Linked DNA regions of Gossypium arboreum: region 2 is linked to region 1. Evidence: chromatin contacts called from public Hi-C data. All regions are on one chromosome and are shown on one strand. Each heading gives the region's core, a stretch centred on a gene start, on an enhancer-like site or on the middle of the called end of the contact. The rest is flanking DNA. Distances are from core to core; before and after follow the strand shown. Region 1 holds the start of LOC108451079 (protein PHLOEM PROTEIN 2-LIKE A10-like). Region 2 holds the start of LOC108470538 (GTP-binding protein At3g49725, chloroplastic).

What was found. Hi-C and Micro-C count contacts between places; a contact is called where the count stands out from the background.
Region 2: a Hi-C map of leaf shows a contact between it and region 1, with 1.9 times the contacts expected there. The contact joins the promoter of LOC108470538 here to the promoter of LOC108451079 in region 1. A contact is called at or near these places in 2 of 5 Hi-C or Micro-C datasets (both in leaf).

The regions. Positions count from the first base shown.
Region 1 is chr11:42,247,793-42,252,238 of ASM2569848v2, forward strand. LOC108451079 (protein PHLOEM PROTEIN 2-LIKE A10-like) reads left to right here and starts at 2,306. Exons shown (of 1, transcript XM_017748813.1): 1 at 2,306-3,070. The coding sequence starts at 2,306. The coding sequence ends at 3,070. It also overlaps the pseudogene LOC108451080.
Region 2 is chr11:42,659,457-42,663,400 of ASM2569848v2, forward strand. It overlaps LOC108470538 (GTP-binding protein At3g49725, chloroplastic), which reads left to right and starts at 1,565. Exons shown (of 13, transcript XM_017771887.2): 1 at 1,565-2,215; 2 at 2,306-2,370; 3 at 2,462-2,524; 4 at 2,628-2,717; 5 at 2,804-2,916; 6 at 3,295-3,363; 7 at 3,917-3,944. The coding sequence starts at 1,852. It also overlaps the pseudogene LOC108471682.

The DNA of each region.
Region 1 (4,446 bases), core at 1,056-3,555:
AGTGTCTCATAAATCATATAGCCTCAAAGAGGAATGAACTAAGAAATACAGTTTCGTCTAGTAGTTATCACCTTCAGTGCAATACCACCACTGGAGGCTCCTATGCTATATTTCTTTCAGTGTCAACACAAATGACTCCCACAGTGTCCAGGATATTATCTTCTGATAGGTTGAGCATACATGATTGACCACCACTGTTGCCCTTCAAAGTATCATAAGTTTGAGCATGTGAGCCTGACATATAGATGCATAATTTCAGTTAAAAATATTGTCCAAGCTTATTGATATGAAATACATTTCCAAAATTATTTGGGGGGGTAAATCTTAAATGAAAATGATCAAAAATAAGTAAATGCAGAAACGACTCAAAGAAACATCCACCAATTTTGTAAGCAATCAAATATCGGTGAAATCAATACAATTCACACTACTAATTATAGATATACAGAGTCTTCATTGCTAAGAGAAAATCATGAATGCTGGTACAGATGCTAAGATTGTTGAAACACTAAGCAATCAAATAACCCATCAAATAACTTATGATTCTCTAAGCATTAAGATTCAAAAATAAACAAAGCTTATTAACACATATGTCAAATTTCTCTTTAATTTAACCTCAAAGATTTTTTCAACTGAAATGCTTTGTTCAGCTTACACTGTAACTAGCCCAACATTTCAGAATCAAAATTGAAAAAAAAGAAGAAGAAGTAAAGTAATGGCAAATTTACTAGTAAAACGATTTCCTCATCTCCCCCGCCTCTATTTTCTTTTTCTTTTTCTTGCTCAAAAACTCTATAACTGATTCAAAGCTCAAAATCCAAAGCCCCTTCAACCCATTTACCACAAACAACAAATTCCAACCTGAAATTGAAATCCCTTACTATTGAGACAAGCAACCTGAAATCCCTTACAATAAACAGAAATGCCCAACAATTCGAATAAACCAAGCTTAGCTTTCTAACCCTAAATTGCCCTAAAATAATCGGATCAACCAGTTGACCAATTTTTTTTTGAAAACTCATTTTTTTCACAACCCCTTTCTAATGAAATACAAGCAGAGAAGTAAAGAGATGAAATTCTCACAATGGAGGTGAGATTGAGGGGAATAATAACCTTACTCGTCTCAACTTTGGGGATGCTTTTTATAATGTCGAGATTTCTGTCGATGATGGTCGTGGGATGAGAATAACTAAACGAGAACTAGGAGACAGGGTTGGGGTGTGGTGGCTTAAGATGTTTGCTGAGGGAGAGTGGTAAAGGGTAAGAATGGGAGGTTATGTTTTTTTTCTTATTCGGTGGAGGCTCTGTATTGCTATTCTTTAAATCAGGTGGGGAATGGCTATTACGGGAAGAGGCGGAATGGGAGATGAATGAAATTCTGTCGAATGGAGGATTCAGTGAACCAAACTAATGAATAGCTGCTTATCACCGAATCATCCAGGAATAGTTTGTCTATTCATGCCAACCAAACGTGTTGTAAATTTTCTGGTGGTCGTTGAAACTTAAAAACTTCAAAAACCTAATAATGAATGCTTGAATTTGCTTATCATTCCTCTCTTTCTTTTTTTTTTTTTTTTGCATAAATAAATATTATATGCAAATCAAATATTATCCCTGCGACAGACTGCTCTATTATTCTGCAACTGCTTTGACGTCTTTGCATTCTACAATATAGTTTAAGTTTGATCTTGTTTCTGTTTTTATCTATTCCTTTTCATGTTCTTTGTACTTGTAATAACCATTTACCTTAGATTGAAAAAAAAAAACTTTGCTTATTTTCTTTTATATATGTGGGCTAGAAGACTTCATTTGAAGGAAGAGGGAGACTTCATTTGAGTTTGAGGTGAGTTTTCTTGGCTTTTTTCGAAGAGTTTTGTCTTAGCAACTTATGGAGCTGTAATTGGCTTTAAAGGGTTTGGATTTTTCCCAAAAGAAGAAGAAATGGGTTGCTTTAATGGCGATTTTTGGTTTAACCAGTTATGGTTTCTATAGAGTTTATCACTTTCCTGCTATAGCTCAAAAGAGAAACAGAGTTTTAAAGCTTTTAGGAGCTTTGGTTTCCATTACTTAAGCCATCTCTGATTGTGCTAAAATAATAAGAGTTGTTTCTAATGATTTGAATGGTTTTCTCTTATCAAAATTAGACCAAATTCCTAATACTTTGAAACAAGTTTCGAAAATCACCAAGTCCAATGAATTTTCACAGTCCATAGCAAGGGTTACACAAGGCCTGACTGTGGGAATTTTACGTGGTTATCAATCGGAGGCAAGAAGTGGTGATACCTTAAATGCCAAATCTCGTTCAATGGATCAAGTTATGGATAAGCTTTTTACTGAAACTGGTGCTGGTTTTGCTTCCGCTAATGTTGAAAGCTTTGCTAGGAATCTGGTTATGGCAGCATGTAAAGAACTGCAATCTAAAGGAGATTCGAACTCAAATTTGACTCCGTGCTGGCTGAATTTGGTGTGTGGTGATGAGTTTAGGGAGCTGATTGGTGATTGTATTCAAGTTTTTGTTAACTCTATGGTGGGCGTTTATCTTGAAAAGACTAAAGATGCCAACACTTTTGATGAGCTCTTTGCAGGGTTGACTAACCCCAACCATGCAACACAACTGAGGAACTTGTTGATCACTACTTCTAATGGTGCAATGGAGGCTCTTGTCAAAATATCTCATCAAGTTTTGACACATTCTAATAGTTCAAAGGACTCACCTGATGATGTCAATGATGATGATAATGATGATGATGGGTGGGTTAGAAAAGTGTCATCAACTTTATCAGAGCCAAGAAATAAGAAATTTGTTGTTGATATGAGTGGAAGGATTGCATTCGAAATAGTTAGAGCATTCCTTGAAGTTTTGTTGGAGATGGTATGTCAAGACATGAAAAAATGTGTCAAGGTTGCTCAAGAAGCTGTCGTTGAAGGTGGTCTTGAGATAGTGAGATATGTTAGTGCAAAGTCTTCAGTTGTTGCCACCATATGTCTGTCTCTGTGCTTGCACATTCTTGGTGGTGTTTGGATCTTGGTGCTAGCACAAGTTGTTTCACCAAGTCATGTCATCCTATAGTTTTCACCAACGCCTCCATGTGTTCATTTCTTCGCTCTATGTTAAGTTGCTTTCATGAATAAAATGCATGTTGGAATTTGTAATAATTAATCTTTAGCTTCATTACTTGTACATATTTGGAATTTATAAAATCTTTGTATTTACAAGTATTTTAAGCCTATGGAGTCGATTCAATTTAGTTTTCATTCTCGAATAAGAGTAATAGTTGTTTAGCTCATGCCTAATCTGCAACAATTGTATAGTAAGCTTCAACGTGGTGCTTCTGCTATGGCCTACAACTCTACTACTCTAGTGCTAATGAAGTGCCTTTAATGGCTCACATTTACTTCTGCAACCAGAAAGAAGCATTTTAATCCATGCCATACGTCGACTGCAAATTTGCTACATTTCATTGAATGTTGCCAGCGGAACAGTACTAACTGGTATAAATGCAAACCGTCTTTTGTTCGTTTTTTTCTTTTTGAAATTTTCTCTTACATGTATTACCGGTTGACTTTAGTTGCTTATTTGCATCATGCACATATTCATATTGGATGCACACTCAACACTTAGTGCAACTTGGATTAATTTAAGGGGAGATGACCCTTTTTTTTTGGGTTCCAGGTTGAGCCAAAGAATGGCCATTGTTTCTTTTGCGTGAGTGTATTTGGATGCATGCATTTGTTTAGATAAGTATTTGATAAACTTCATCAGCAGGGGGGACACAAATAAGTAAAAGAATATTCTAACCGTAAGTAAATCTTTACCTTCGCAGTATGGCGGCAAGAGGTCACCTGTTTTGTAGTTACTCGGTGCCAACATCATCTTAATTTGCTTCTTTCAAGACCCTTTCTTATTTGTGGCAAACGAATATTAAGAAAAAGACAAACATGATCAAAGCTTTATAAATGGCCTATATCTCAAGACAGTTTCTCCTACATGCTAAGCACTATTTTTGGCCGGATTCGGACATTTTGAGTAGTTAACTACTATGTCAAAAAAATGGTACAAACGAACATGCAAACTTGTAGGGGATTGGAAAAAACCTAACTGATAAAAACAATAAATAAATTAAAATAAGGACCCAAATCACCTATGGGAAGGAGAGAAGCATGCTGCTTCTAAAAATTTCATTCTACCTCATTTCAATTTAGGGTTTTACCTTCCTTCATCATCTTTTTCAGTTCTTATTCTCAACTGACCACAAATTTGTACTCTAATAACTGACAATAGCAGGATTAGAGTATGTGAGACTTTTCTGAATCATTTCCTTGCATGAAATAGGAATCAAGTTTCAAAACCCAGTAAGGGTCCTAATAATACCCAATATTGGAGGGTCATACCAACAATCTGAGCCCATTTTAGTTTAATCAACAATCTCGATTCTCATACTCCTT
Region 2 (3,944 bases), core at 315-2,814, 410 kb after region 1:
TTGGCTCCTTACTCTACGATCCTATTGTAGTAACAATAGCTCTTTCACCATTTGATTTGCTTTGTGCCCCATGTCTATAGTTGGCTTCACATGCTTTGATTCTAACTAACTAGCTAGGATTGTGTATTTCGTTTCGTTTCGTTCCAACAGCACTAGGTTTTGGCATCATCTTCAAAAATCTGAATGGTCTAGCAATGTTCTTGACATAAAAGGAAAAAAATTCTTCAATTCTAGGTTTGACCACTGACATTATGCCCAATGGCGAAGCCTAGTAGAGGCCCAGGGGGGCCATACCCCCCAAGTTTAAAATTTTTGCAATTTAGCTCTTTGTAGATATATTATGGCCCTCCCAAAAATATAAGTAGGCCTCCCCAAGGTTTAATATTTTTGCAAGTTTAGAGATATACAATGAATCAGAGATGTTATTACTTATTTTCAAAATTTTCTGTTTGGTTGTGTACTGCAGCCCGTGGCTTCTACAATAAATACGCTGGCCGGTGCTCTTTACAAGGTGTTTTCTGCTTCCCTTGATTAAGCAGGGTCAGAATCGCAAGAAGCCTGTTTCGACTATTTAAGCCTTGGGGGTGATATCTCAACAGGACCAGTGGCTTTACTCTCTGGTCTAAACCCTTGCCCATTGAGTCTAGTACTTCATTTCTTTGCTGTTGGAAGTTATGGAATTGGTCGCCTACTCTTACCATTTCCTTCACTTGGACGCATGCTAATTGGAGCTAGGTTAATTTCGGTATGTATTGTTCCATTCTTTATACAGTTAATGCCTCTTTTAGACTTTGCTCTTTCCTCTTGTTTTCCTTGGGACCGCTCTCTACTTGTATGAAATAGATATTCTACCTGTACAATTTATTTGACATTCCTCACAAATTTTCAATAGATACCATGGGACAAAGGTTTCCATTAATATTTGTTAGCTCAAGTTAAAATCAAAGCTAAAAGTATGAAAGCTGTGTATGTTGAACTGGATTTCGCCACCTTGCGATGATTTTTTTCCCTCATTCATGCAGAGTGCATCAGGTATTATTTTCCCCATAATCAAAGCAGGAGGAGTGAGACAAATGTTCTTTCTTGCCACTGTTCCAGCAGTATATCGAACTCCGCCCGTTGATTGATCTACCCCATCATGGTAGCGTCATCTTTTAGCACCCAAGGTTTAGAGGAATGACTGATAAATGATGAGTGCATCCTAGGACATTGTTCAACTGTGCGAACTGTTCATTCATTTTTGAAAAAAGTTGTGGCAAAAACCAATGTACTTTATATTTGTTGTATTACACTGTGAGAAATAATAAAAGAAAAGATTCATCATTGTTGAGTAAATAGATTTCAACAATCAAAACACTGAGTGAAGAAATATCACTTGGACAAAACACAATGGAAGCTGGAAGAAAGCCGTCATTCATAAACATGCAATAAGCTATATAAAACTACGTTCTGAAAAAAAAAAAAAGAATGTTATATTTAAGACACATTACCTAAATTAAATTTACAGGATAAATTTTACTTAACAATGAATATGAAAATTTTAATTTGAATAGAGAAAGGTTTTTTAAAAATGATATTGAGTAAATGGGGCTACTTGCTAAAATACAAGGCCGAAAAAGCAAATTTTGGATCCTCAAAATGGTGAATGAGTTGGACAGGGATGTAGTCGTAGTAAAAGTAGGAGATGGGCTCCGAGGGTTTTAATTTTATAAGCTGAAGGGCTAAAACATGACCGACCGTCAACCCCTCCCCTCGATCAAGTACTAGAGAAGCGAAAGAAGAACGTTCCTCCCACAGTCCCACTCCAGGGCCATTTTCTATTTCATTAGAAACTGCAAAATTTTCAGAGAAATGCTAAGAATTCTCACTTGGTCACGGTCCTCCCTCAGGTCCCGATCTCAATTTGCTCCTTCTTCTCCATTTTCCATTCTTTCATCATCATACTCAACTTTCAACAAAGGCTCCGAAGACAATCAAAGCGCCGCCGGTTCAGTTTTCAGCAGGTACCCATCTGACCCACCTCGCCTTTTTGTTGTCCAGCCTCGTCTTCGTCCCGCTACTTTCTTGCAGGCCAAGCTCAACGAGGCTCTTTGTTTAGCTAACTCCCTTGAGGAACAACGTGATGGCTACTTTCATTCTGATTTCTTCGATAAGGAGTTGCCTCCTCATGTTGTTGTCCAAAACCCTTCTCTTAAATCTGCCAAAATCCGCGCTGGTATCTCGACTCTCTTGTTTAATCATGTTTCTAGTCACTTCTTTCTTTAACGTTTTGTTCTTGGTTTTTATTTTTATTTTTTATTTCTAGACACGTATTTTGGACCTGGAACTGTAGAAAACATCAAATGCCATTTGAATGCTCTGGAATCCAAGGCAAGACAGCTTCTTCTTATGTTCTTCGTAACGACCTTATGATTTTAATGCAACCGTGGAAACCTTATCTATCACCATATGGTTTTACTAGGATGGAGTTGATGCTGTTTTTGTCAATATCATCCTGTCTGGAGTACAGCAACGTAATTTAGAGGTAAGTACTGGCTGTCTAATTTCTCTCATTCTTTTGGTGGCAATGGAAACTCAAGCTGTACTGTAATGTGTTTTGCTAATATATTTGCTATTTTCTTTGGCAGCGAATTTTGGGAAAACCTGTCTTAGATCGTGTTGGCCTTATAATAGAAATATTCAATGCTCATGCACACACTAAGGAAGCCAAGTTACAGGTGCAATTCCTGGCTTTACTTGGCATGGCATCGCATTTTGTATTCCACTGTTTTCACTAAGACTTGTTTCACTTGCTATTATGCAGGCTGAGTTAGCAGCTCTTATGTACAAGAAGAGTAGACTTGTCCGTGTACGCAGGCTGGACGGCCGCAATACGTTTGGGGCTAGTGGAGAAGTTGAAGTTGTTAGTGCACGAGGGTGAGGCCCGAGTTCCCTGTAGAACAAAATAGGACTAGATTATAAAGCTTGAAGATTCCCAAGATGATTTGGACCATTATTCTAGCTGCCTTAGATTATAAATCCTTCCTTTTTTTTCTTTTAACCAAATAGGAAAAACACTATGACCTGAGACTAAGTTGAAATTAACTTTATAGGGTGGGGTAATGGGTAAATGTTTTTTTCTTTTTTCCAATATTCTCTTTTGAAGATTGAAATGTTTCCATAGTTCAAAGTTCAAACAGTTTTGATTTCTCTCTCTCCCCTCAACGTATTCATTTGTCATGTACATAAATGCTTGTCACTAATAATTGTCTATTCTTAGAAATAGTTTTGATTATGCCTATGTATTGGTTGCAGGAGAGGAAGTGGGGGTCGTGGTTTCATCAGTGGTGCTGGAGAAACTGAACTGCAGCTTCAACGCCGAAGGTTTGTTCTTTATGCTACATATATATGTGTGTGTGTGTGTGTGTGTGTGAAGCTGTCTCAGATGCGTATGTACTGATAAATGTCATGATGACCTGGATTCCATGCGAATTTTTATATGCATGCTATAGTTGTTCTTGATTTTTGAAATTTCTTTTTTAATGGGCAATGTCTGTTCTATTATTATCTGGAGATGCCCCATCCCCTCCATAATAACTGAATACATTCAAGAATGTCTACACTTCTTTATTTAATGGCAGCTTAGGATATTCTGCTTTAGCATTGCCTTGTTGATTATATCCCTTCCTTTCTAAGATGGTGATAACTATGAAGTGTGTGCTCTTTTATTAGAGGTTTCTAGCTATCCATATTGACTATTTTATTCATCCTTTGTCCTCTCATCTCAATTTGGATCTGGCTATTTGGATTGTGGCATGCCTGTTTTCAGTCTCTGTATGTTGCTCTTTTATAACTAGCTACTTTTTACTGTGCTCTGTTATCATAATCCTTATTAACTTAGTGTGTGTTTATATGTTCGCTGACTCGAACTTCTCAGAATCTTGGAGCGGCGGAATCATTTGTTA